Linked DNA regions of Neogale vison: region 1 is linked to region 2. Evidence: chromatin contacts called from public Hi-C data. All regions are on one chromosome and are shown on one strand. Each heading gives the region's core, a stretch centred on a gene start, on an enhancer-like site or on the middle of the called end of the contact. The rest is flanking DNA. Distances are from core to core; before and after follow the strand shown. Region 1 holds the start of ATXN7L3 (ataxin-7-like protein 3). Region 2 holds the start of GPATCH8 (G patch domain-containing protein 8).

Region 1 (5,802 bases), core at 2,153-4,652, 270 kb after region 2:
AACTCTCCATGTCTCAAAACACACCGCAGTCTCTTCCAGGGCCTCGTTCTGTCTATACACATAACCATTCCCTCTGCCTTGAATGTTCCTTTTCACCTCATTGCTTAGTTAATTCAGGGCTCCCTTGAAAAGATCACTTCTTCTGGGGTGGGTTGGGGGCTGGTCTTCTCTGACCTCTTGACAAAAAGATCATGCTATTTGTTTCTTCAGCAGTCTGGATGCCTTCACAGTTGGTCTTGTTTCATCCACATCAGGCTTTGCTGGGGTGTAAACTCCAGTAGGACAAGGTCTGTGTGTCTCTCTGGCTCGTTGCTGAAACCCCAGGGCCTCACCCAGAGCCCAGACCAGCACAGTCCTTAGTGTTTATTGACTGACTGATGCTAACTGTGGACACTGGGCAGGTTCCCAAAGAGGCCATCACCGCAGAAGCAGCCCAGGCCGAAGGCCGGATGAATAGAACAATCCACTTGTAAAGGAGTTTGGTGTGAGGATGGCCATGGGTAGGAAGAATTTAGGTAAACAGAGAGGAGACAGGAAGGCTTCCTGCACATGTGTCAATCCCTCAGGGCAGATATACTGGGTGTATTTAAAGACTGAGAAACAGAGCAGCATCATCAGAGTTGAGAATTCCTGATTCACATACTGGAGTTTCCTGAAGGCCTGGCCTCTCACTTCAGTGACCTTCAGAGAGTCTCCACTAGCTGGTCCCACAGTACCTACAACATACACCAAACTGAACTTGTTCTTCTTATATCCTCATATCTCCTCCTCTGAGGTCCCCATCTTGGTTAAAGGTATTTTCAGGGTTTCTTTGTCCTTTACCTCACAAGCCTTGATTGGTAACAAAAATCTACAGACTCGGGGCGCCTGGGTGGCTCAGTTGGTTAAGCACCTACCTTCGGCTCAGGTCATGATGCCAGGGTCCTGGGATTGAGCCCCACATCGGACTCCCTGCTCAGCAGGAACTTGCTTCTTCCTCTCCTTCTGTCACTCCCCCTGCTTGTACTCTCCCCACCCCCACCCCGGACCTCAAATGAATGAATGAATGAATGAAATCTACAGACTCAGCATGCTAGAATGATCTACTTAAAATTCAAGACTGATCAAATGGTTCCTCTTGAGGACTCCTCATGGCCTTTAGGTCTAAAGCCCTTATTACTCAGCACATCTTTAGTCCTGCATGGTCTGACCTGCTCACCTGCTGCTTCCCCACCCGCTCCTATGTTCCAGCCAGGGCCCCAAACTGAAGCATACTCCTGAAGCTTACTGTCTGGGATTGTAGCACCTTCCTGGTCTGCCTTGAACTGGTTCATCTCCCACTACAAGAAGCTGTTACTGACCAACTCTCTTACATCATTTTATCTGTTGTCCTGGCCACCCCATCCCCTGTGCATCTCTCTTGTGTTTTTTGTTTTTGTTTTTTTAAGATTTTGCTTATTTGAGAGCGAGCAAGCAGGAGAGGGGGAAGGGCAGAGGGAGAAGCAGACTCCCCACTTAGCAGGGAGGTAGACAGGTCTCAATCCCAGGACCCCAGGATCATGACCTGAGCCTAAGTCAGACGCTTAACTGACTGAGCCACCCAGGAGCCCTCTCTCTCATTTTTAACACAGTGTTTGGCAATTATTTTCCTACAGTTCTGTCTACCAGACAAATTTGTGAACTTCTTGAGGAAGCACAACTGTCTTATTTCATCTTTGCATCCTAGCACAGGGCACTGTTAAGAATTCTTAGAGCACTTACGAATAACAGCTAAAATTTATAAACCACTTACACTGAGCTAAGAGTTTCACATGCACTGACTTGTCAGTCCTTACAACAACCTAATGAGATACGTACTATCATTATACCCGGTGACAACAGAGTAAACTGAGGCAACAGAGAGCTCACTTGCCCAAGTTTATTTGCCAGGTCTGCATATTTAAATTCAAATTTGATTCCTGGTCTTAACCACTTAGGACCATTGCCACAATATATGTTTGCTTAAGACCAAAAGCCAAGAATGATCCCCAAGTGTAATATTTAAGACTTCCCTCCTTTAACCCCCTCTACTAGGGCAAGAGGGCTGTCAGACCCCCGTTCCAACACACCAGACCCAGAGAATAACCGAAATAGAAGCGCCAGTCTGGGCATCGCTTGCGGCCTTTTCCTCCAGAAGGTAAAGGGGGACCGTGAGAGCGCGCGGATATGGGCACACCCAGGGGGGTGGCGCAGGGTCGGGGGAAGGGTCTGGCCAGTGCCAGGCAGACTGTCCGAGAGGTGGGGGGTCCAGCGTGGGTTCCGGAAGCAGGAAAGCCAAGCAGGTGTGGGATCTAAATTAGTCTGAGCGCCAGGAGGGCGCTCGGCTCAGAAGGGCACAGCTCGGCCTCCGCCCTCAGCAGAGGACCCTCATCTCGGGCGTTCGTTGGCTCGCAGGCCTGGAGTGGGCTGAGACCCGCCCAGAAACAGGGGAACGGAGGCTCGGACGAGCCCCTTTGGCTCCATAGGTTTTCTGCCCTGAGGTGCTAACAGATCCCCACTTCAACTCCGGCCTCTTCAGAGAAGTGGCTGCACGCTACGGGGTAAATGCCGGAGTGGGGGCGCCGGGGGCGGGGGCGGAGTTGGGGGGTGGGGGAGAAGAGCCGGGAGCCCCGAGGGAAGGGCGGGGGATCCTGGGCCGGAAGGCGTCCCAGGCTCGGCTGGGAGCCGGCGCTCTCTTTCGACGCCACCCGCTGCCCCCGCCCCGGAGCCGGCCGGGACGGCACAACGTCTCCGCCCCCAGCGCACCGCGCACCTCACCTTGAACGTCGCTCCACCCACCGCTATCCTATTGGACCGGCCGGACCGAGGCGAGATGGCGATTGGCCGAGGTGGCTCCCGAAAGCCCCGCCCATCTCCCCGCCCCCGTCCCCGTCCGCCGGTACTTTGGACGGCGGCGTGGCGCCCCTCCTCCCCGCCCGGTCCCCGCCCCCTGGAGCAAATGCTGCCGAGCTGCGGCCGCGGGGCAGATGCACGCGCTCGGGCCCTTCTAGCAGGCGCGAGCAGTCGCTGGGCGCGCGAAAGCGAAAGAAGGAAGAGGAAGGGAGGGCGGGGGCGGGGTGTTGAAGAGGGGCGGGAGGAGGAAGAGGAGGAGGTTGGAGCGCGCTCGCGCTTGGCCTCGCGCCCGCGCGGAGGGAGGGGGAGAGGGGCGCGCGCGCGCACGCTCGCGTTCTCGCTCGCTCCATCCATCCATCCTCCGGTCGCGGCACGCGCGCGCGCTCCGGGCTCGCGCCGCACCCCCCGCCCGGGAGAGGCGGGCTGGAGTGGGGGGCGGGGGGAGGGGCGCGCGGACGGCGCGCGGACTGCGCGCGGGCGGGGTGAGGTGAGGAGGAGGAGGCGGCGACGGGACGAGAAGGGAGGGGAAGGGGCCATGGCCGCCCGGTGAGGCGGCGAGGCGGGGGGGCGGCCCGACCCCCCGGCCCCGGGCCCTGGGCCCCGGGGAGAGGCGAGGACGGACCGACGGACATGGGGCTCCGGAGCAGCCGCCGCCGCCGCCGCCGCCGGAGGACGCGGCCCTGAGAGGCCGCCGGGCCCCGGCGCGGCCCCCCGGGCGGGGTGAGTACGGGACGGAGACGGGGACGGGGGAGGGGCCTGCGGGGGGCGGGGGGCGGGGCCCGAGGCGGGGCTTGGGCCCCCTCCCCCCAGGTCTGGGTCAGCGCCCCTTCCCCTCCCCCCGGGCCGACGCGGAAACGCCCGGCTTCCCCCGGCTTCCCGGCCCGGCCGGGGCCCCCAGCTCTCCCCCTGTCTGGGTCCCCCCTGGGCGGGGCAGGGCCGGCCGGGGAGGGGGCGCGGGGCCTTTGTTAGGGAGCCAGGCCCCAGCCCCCGGGACAATAGAGACACCCTCCCGGACTCCTCTCCCTGGCCGGCTGGGGCTGTCGGCGGGCGGGGAAGGAGAGGGGCCGGGACGCGTCCCACTCTGCCCACTCTCTAGGGGTCGGACTGTCCCGGACCGGCGCCGGCCTCGGGCGGCTCGGCTCTCCTCCCCCCAGTCGGTATGATGCAGCAGCAGTGCCGCAGGGACGGGGGAAGAGCCGAGGCCCGGCCTCCTACCCTCCCCAGTGCCCCTGGCTCATTTGTCAGTCCCCACCCCACTCTAGGCCGGCAGCTCCTTAAACTCGTACCCACCGTTCAGAGGGGCCCCGGACTGTGGGCGCTGTTTCTGATTCCTTTGGTGGGGATTCCTGGACTTTGGGGCTCTTGGAGAGACTTCCGGGCTGGTCCTGAGGGAGGGAGGGTGGTTATCTAAAAGAAGAACAGGTAAGGGGAGTGCCCACTCCCGGCATGCCATCCCAGGCGGGCTCTACCCCCTCTTCTTGATCATGGTGGCTGGAAAGGCTCCTTCAGCTCTCGGTTTCTGTGGGCTCTGTTCCCCTGCTGTAGTCACAGGCTTATTTCAAGGGAAGACAGAGTGGGGTGAAGGTTGTAGGGTTCTAGGGCCATTCCTACTTCTGGTAGCAGTACCCCCCCAAGTGGACATCCTGGCTGAAAGCAGAGGTGACTCTGAGGAGAGCCTAGGGAAGGGGGGGGTGCATTTAGGAGTCTGTGCAGTTCTTTGCCACACCCTGTGGGTTTGCTTTGAGGCCTTAGAGTTCCTTCTCCTCCCCCTGCTGCATTGCACCATGGGTATGGAAGAGGGGTTTGAGTTTGGGGGACCTGGGGTGAGCTGCTGCCTCCCATAGACCCAGACTTTGTCTGGTAGCAGAGTCCAGGGCCCGAGTTCAGCCCTGGGAAGGACTAGGCCGCCTTGGGGTTTCAGGCCCTGAAGGACCATCCAGACTCAGTGAGCCTGGGCCTTGGGGAGGGGTAGATCCTGATGCCAGGATTAGGCTCTGGGCAGCGAGGTGCAGAGGGGAGGTGGCGGTCTTCAGAGGTGCCTTGGCCTCACACCAGAACCCCCCACCCCCGTGTGTGCAGCCGTGTTGCCGCCCGCTGTGCTATGAGCAGTCAGAGCGCCGTCTCCACAAGAGTTTACAAATGAAAATGGAGGAAATGTCTTTGTCTGGCCTGGATAACAGCAAACTAGAGGTGAGGGCTGCCCCACGCGTGCCTCTAGTTCTTTCTCTGGGCGTCTCTACGCCGCTGTATCTGGCATTCACACCAAAGAGGAATTGGGGTAGTCAGCCTGGTTCCTTAAAGGGAATAGCCAGCCGAGAAGGCCCAAAGATCCGGAAGAAGAAAGGACGCGAAGTCAAGATGGGGAAAATGGCAGAAGAAAGCATGATTTGGGGCCAGGGCGAATGGGTAGATGTGGTTGGTGAGAGTTGCTCTCAGTCCAGGGGACTGTGACTCTTCCTGACCGCGGACGTTCTCCCCTGGGCCCAGGCCATCGCTCAGGAGATATACGCGGACCTGGTTGAGGATTCTTGTTTGGGATTCTGCTTCGAGGTGCACCGGGCTGTCAAGTGTGGCTACTTCTTCCTGGACGACACGGACCCTGATAGCATGAAGGATTTTGGTGAGCTTCAGGGTTGAAGGAGAGCTGTCCAGCCCCTGCCCCCCGGGGATCCTTGGAAGTCCCTTCTTTGGCAGCTGGACCAGATGTAGCCCCTAGAGCTGCTGCAAGCTTCGGTGGTAGAGGGAGTGGGGGTGGTTTCAAAAGGCCACGGGGCCATGGGCAGGAAACAAGAGGTCCCCCGCCTGCCCTGATCGCCACGCCTCTCCTGTCCCCAGAGATCGTGGACCAGCCGGGGTTGGACATCTTTGGACAGGTTTTCAACCAGTGGAAGAGCAAGGAGTGTGTCTGCCCCAACTGCAGTCGCAGTATCGCTGCCTCCCGCTTCGCTCCCC
Region 2 (5,639 bases), core at 98-2,597:
ATGGGGGCTTGATCCCAGGCCCCAGAGGGATCATGACCTGAGCAGAAGTCAGGCCCTCAACGAACTGAACCACCCAGGTGTTCACCCTTCTCATCCTTTTACTGTCATCTTAGTAGGGCTGAGAGAGGGAGAGGAGGTAAATGCCTCATGTGTATCCATGTTGATTCAATCTGCCACATATACCCTCAATCTCTTTACAATGTTTACAGTCTGTGTTCTTCCTCTCAGAGTTCTTTCCACTGCTTACAATTGTATTCTGCTTGGACTGGGGTTTGATGAGGCAGAGGGTAACAAAGGAATAGAAGATACACATCCTTCCCAAAATTTACATTCCACTTGACTGTCTCAGGGTAGCATAAGGGCTATTTTCCATTTTGTGATTTCTGTCAACTACTCTCTTCAAAAGCAGGGAAGTCCTCATACCCCCTCCTACCTGTTTTATATATTTTGGCTGAGGGAGCGGGAGGGCTGGGTGGGGTCCACAGGAAAACCATAGGATGGAAAAGTCTGAATCATAACCCACAGTCATTGATGGGTCTGTGGCAGTAGAGATTATTACATTCAATTTCCTTATTTTATAAAAGGAAACTGAAAGCCAGAGAGCTTTAGTTGATTTGGATCAACTTCGGTCTCTTGAAAAAATACTCTAATAATATCCTAAAAATGGAAACTCTTAGCAGTCGAGGGGCGTGTGAGTCTAAAGTTCCCTTTGCTTGAAAGCTGCAGGGATGTGTGTGTGGGGAGCCTTGCCCCTTGCTTTTCCTCAAAGGCCAAAGGTCATTTCAGAGGTCTCATAACTGTGCTGTTTTATTTTTCCTAACACTCATAATTATTTTTACTATGTATCTGACATCCCCCCGCCGGAACGTAAGCCTCATGAGAAAAGGGGTCTTTCTGTCTCGTTTGCCATTTAATCCTCAGAGCAAACTGGGAATCGAAGTAGTCTGGCTCCAAAACCCGCGCTTTCAACCACTGCATTATATTGCTATTCAGTGAATAAAGCAGAGAATGGACTTCTGCACACACACGGAGATGAGAGGGCAAGAAAATACACCCTAGTCGGGGAAACCAGCAGGTGGAAAACATCCCGACGTAAGCGTATTGCGCCCTTGTAACCTTTCTCTCCGGAAGCACTTGGCGCTCTCCGGCGCGAGTGCGCACGCGCTGCCGTCGGGGTCGCTCTGGGCCGCGAGCGGAGAGGGGATTTAAGGGAAGGTTCCGCCTCCAGGGCTGAAAGGCGCTTGCGCCGACGGGACTCCCTTCCAGACGCGCTTTCTTGCTTCCTCCCTCCCTCGCCTGCGCGCGCCGGGTGGGCGTGGGAGGAGGCGGGGAATTGGGGAGGGGAGCGAGGGGGCGGGTGTCGCGGGAGGGAAGGAGCGAACCGGAGAGCGTCGTCCTGAGAGGAGTGAAGGCGGCAAAATGGCGGACCGCTTCTCCCGCTTCAACGAGGATCGAGACTTTCAGGTAAACACGGGCGTCGCCGAGAATCCGGGAAGGCGCTGGCGGAGCCGGGACGTCCTCATTCCCCGCTCCTAGTTCTTTTCCTTCCAAGCTCTGCTCCGGCTTACGAACTGGCTTGCTCTTCTCCCGCCTCCAATTCCTCCAGGGGCCTCCCAGCTTGAGGCGAGGCCGCATCTCCGCTCACCTCGTATTCTCTTACCAGTTAAGCTCAGGCCGCCGGGTTTGCAGCTTCGGCCTGCTCGGGCGGGTTTCGGAAGCCTGGTTGGGCCGCAGACTGGGGACGGTGCTCCCCTCGGGTGCGCCGGGCCTGTGAAGGCGCCGGGCGGGCTCCCGGGGGGAAAAGAGGGATGGGTTGGGAGGGCTTCGGGCGGGTGTTGCTGAGACCAGGGCTTCCGAATTTCTGGGATTTGCTCGCACGGCTCTTCTTCGGGTCGTCCTTCGTCTATCCTCAGTGTGATAAACCCCTTTCATTGTGTGCTTTCCATTTCTTCCCATGGTAAAAGGATCCTTGAGTTATCGGCCGCCTCCTTGGTTGGTCAAACATTGAGATTTCTCTAGGCGTAAATGTTGCTGTTATTAGGCCGTTCATCATGCTTGGAAAAGAGTAAGTTACAGGACTGTGGTCGCTGTAAGCTTAGCTCCAAATCCTCCCTCGAAAGATTTTAAGAAGCGTTAATGATAAGGGACTTCCTTAGCGCGTGAGAACTAGCTCCAGAATCTCCTTTTTTTCTTTCTTTAGTTGCAAATGCTGTATGGAAAAATGTCCTTGTGATGACAGGTTATTATCGAGGGAAAAATAAAGGCCAAATTAGAATAACGCGTCTTTCAGTTGTTTTAAAATACCTTCCTGTTGAGCATTGTTATCGCAGAAATCTCGGCGACTAAAAGGGATTTAGTAGAGATTGGCTGTTTCTAGGGTAAAATACATCCTCAGAGTCCCTAAGAAACCACTGCATTACTACCGCATATCCTGGCAACAGCAATTTGGGTCAGGAGAATGAACATCAGAACTCAAGTTTTTATCCCGCTGCAGATCTTCCTCCATGGGATACTCTAGATACGTTTCAGAAGGCAGTTTGAAGGGTTTGCGTTCCCTGAGATGATGGAGTTGGTAAATAAACAGACAAAGCAGTTAAACAACAACAGTCTAGTGCATGGAACGCTTGTGATAAGTTTTGCAGCAGTAAGGGATCAAGGGGCTGTTGAAAACCTTGTGATCATGCGCCTGCTGTCTAACTGCAGCACAATACAGGATCTCAACGTGTTTAAGAATATAGTGCAGGTGCAGGGAAGTTGAAGCAGTTCTTATATAGCCATTTGATCCCTGAGATTTTTTTTTTTTTTTTAAAGCTCCTACGTGAGTAGGCTACAAGATGTGTGGGCTTTTATTGGTAATTTTTAAAGAGACCTGTTAATTAAAATCTCAAGTGCTTTTCAGAGGAGAAAATTTCAAGGTGACCTAATAAAATTGAAAATAAATAACATGGACAATTAAGTGATGAGGGAAAATGGTTGTCAACCACAGAATTTCAGCCGACTTAAACAGATTTGCAGGGCCTTGAAAGAATTTGACACCTGAATAGCAGATTGTGAATGCTGTCACCTGAAAAAATTGAGAAAGCCTCTGCCTTTTCTAGTAAGGTGACTTTCTCTTCTGATGTTCTAGCTGGGTTTATCTGAAACCTGATGGGTAGTTCTATGAAGATAGTATGTGTATTTTAAGTTTCTTTCCTGCTTGTATGTTGGAATAACCCAACTCCTGCAGCTAGGAAAATGTTGGTTTTCTAAAATTCAGATCTCCTAATATGGGTAGAATAGGGTACTGGGAATGAAAACCTTTTAGACAACTAAAAGATGTTAAAACTTTTGTAAATTATTGTACTAACATTTCTATTTCTTTCTTTTCTTTTTTTTTTTAAAGATTTATTTACTTATTTGACAGAGACACAGTGAGAGAGTGAACATAAGCAGGGGAGTAGGAGAGGGAGAAGCAGACTTTTGCTGAGCAGGGAACCCAAGGTGGGGCTCGATCCCAGGACCCTGAGATCATGACCTGAGCTGAAGGCAGAGCCACCCAGGCGCCCCTAACATTTCTGTTTCTTTTTATTAAATTTTATTTATTTATTTGATAGAGACACACAGTGACAGAGATAGCAAGAGAGCAAAGCAGGGAAAGGGGGAGCCCGATGTGGGGCTCGATCCCAGGATGCCTGGATCCTGACCTGAGCCAAAGGCAGATGCTTAACCGACTAAGCCACCCAGATGCCCCTGTGCTAACATTTCTTTTCTTTTTTTTAAAAAGATTTTATTTATTTATTTGACAGACAGAGATCACAAGTAGGCAGAGAGGCAGGCAGAGAGTGAGAGGAGGAAGCAGGCTCCCTGCTGAGCAGAGAGCCCGATGCTGCGCTCCATCCCAGGACCCTGGGATCACGACCTGAGCGAAGGCAGAGGCTTTAACCCACTGAGCCACCCCGGCGCCGCTGTACTAACATTTCTAAAAAGTATCCATTCAAAATAGTCAACTACAATAAATTAAAAAAAAAAAAACCTTAAAGTAGTATTTCTTCGGGATGTTTTAATAAGAAAAAATACTGATTTTCATTAATGATATCCTTCAATTTATAGTTATTAGGGAGAAAATGTAAGAGCATGCTCCTGTATATAGTACATCTAAAACATTTTAAGGTTGGATTATTAAAATTAAATGTGGCCTCCTTTTAAGATTTTGAGTGATAAACGAGGTGAAACCATTGAGTACATTTGAAAACAAATCCAAAGTAGGTTCCGAACAGTGCATGGATCCTGTTGCTTTTAAAAAGATCTTCTTACAGCACTAGAAATTTTTCTGTGTATCTTCTCCAGTAAGTTCTAGATGACTGTCATTTTTTGGCTTTAAATTGGCAAGATAACTAAAAATGATAAAATTTCACTCTTTGCCAATTTACCATCACTTGCAAATTTTGGAGAGTTTGTGGTATCTTGAACTTAGTATAGAGTCAGAGGTGGATTCACTTATTTGGGAACACCTGAAATTTCAAAGGTGTTTTATGTAATATGGTGAGGAGCTTAATTAACGGTGGCATGCCACCTGAAGCACTTAGGAATATAAAGAGTAATCATTATTAAGAACATACATTTAAACATTTTCACGAACTTCATTTTAACAATAAATAGGCACCATTCTACACACTATATGTGTATTTTTTCATAGTCTTTGCAATAACTCTATGAGGTAGGTACTTTTAACACTCATTTTCAAATGAGGCAGCTGAGGCACAGAGAGTTAAATAACTTGGCCAGGTATATACAGCTGGTAGATGGCAGCACCTAGAGTCCCACCCTGGCTCTTAAGACTCTTGAACCTAGGGGCGCCTGGGTGGCTCAGAGGGTTAAAGCCTCTGCCTTCGGCTCAGGTTATGATCTCAGGGTCCTGGGATCGAGTCCCACATCGGGCTCTCTGCTCAACGGGGAGTCTGCTTCCTCCTCTCTCTCTGCCTGCCTCTCTGCCTACTTGTGATCTCTGTCTGTCAAATAAATTAAAAAAAAAAAAAATTCCCCCCCCCAAAAAAAAAACCACTCTTGAACCTAGGCTCATGGCCATTATCTCTACTGCCACTTACATATTTTATATAACTGTAATTGAGTCATCAAATACAGAGGATAAACTTAGAAATTATGAAGAATAAGTGAGCTTTTAGAGAGGTTATACAGTTAGTTTTTACTGTGTTCCCCTTTGTCCAGAATGGTTTCTTGTTCTCCCAAGGACTTAGAAGGAGACTTCTGACAGTGATGAGTTACACTATCATAGAGGACATATTGTTAACTGTTATTTTAGTTTAGACATTGTTTTGTGTGGGTTTTTTAAAAAAAAATATTTATTTATTTATTTGTCAGACAGAGAGAGAGAGAGAGAGAGAGAGAGAGTGCCCGCACACAAGCAGAGGGAGTGGCAGGCAGAGCAAGTGGAGGGAGAAGCAGGCTCCCCGCCAAGCAAGGAGCCCCATGCAGGACTCCATCCCAGGACCCTAGGATCATGACCTGAGTCAAAGGCAGCGGCTTAACTGACTGAGCCACCCAGGTATCCCTTGTGTGGTCTTTTTAAGCGATCTTTTTTTTGATTTTATTTATTTATTTGACAGAGAGAGATTACAAGTAGGCAGAGAGAGAGAGGAGGA

The links. A called contact is a pair of places that touch in the nucleus more often than the background predicts.
Region 1: a contact with region 2 is called in a Hi-C map of fibroblasts, with 8 times the contacts expected there. The contact joins the promoter of ATXN7L3 here to the promoter of GPATCH8 in region 2. A contact is called at or near these places in 2 of 3 Hi-C or Micro-C datasets (fibroblasts and muscle).

Annotation. Positions count from the first base shown.
Region 1 is chr5:18,687,887-18,693,688 of ASM_NN_V1, forward strand. ATXN7L3 (ataxin-7-like protein 3) reads left to right here and starts at 3,403. Exons shown (of 13, transcript XM_044247794.1): 1 at 3,403-3,570; 2 at 4,930-5,040; 3 at 5,338-5,470; 4 at 5,686-5,802. The coding sequence starts at 4,990.
Region 2 is chr5:18,420,652-18,426,290 of ASM_NN_V1, forward strand. It overlaps GPATCH8 (G patch domain-containing protein 8), which reads left to right and starts at 1,348. Exons shown (of 8, transcript XM_044247769.1): 1 at 1,348-1,464. The coding sequence starts at 1,420.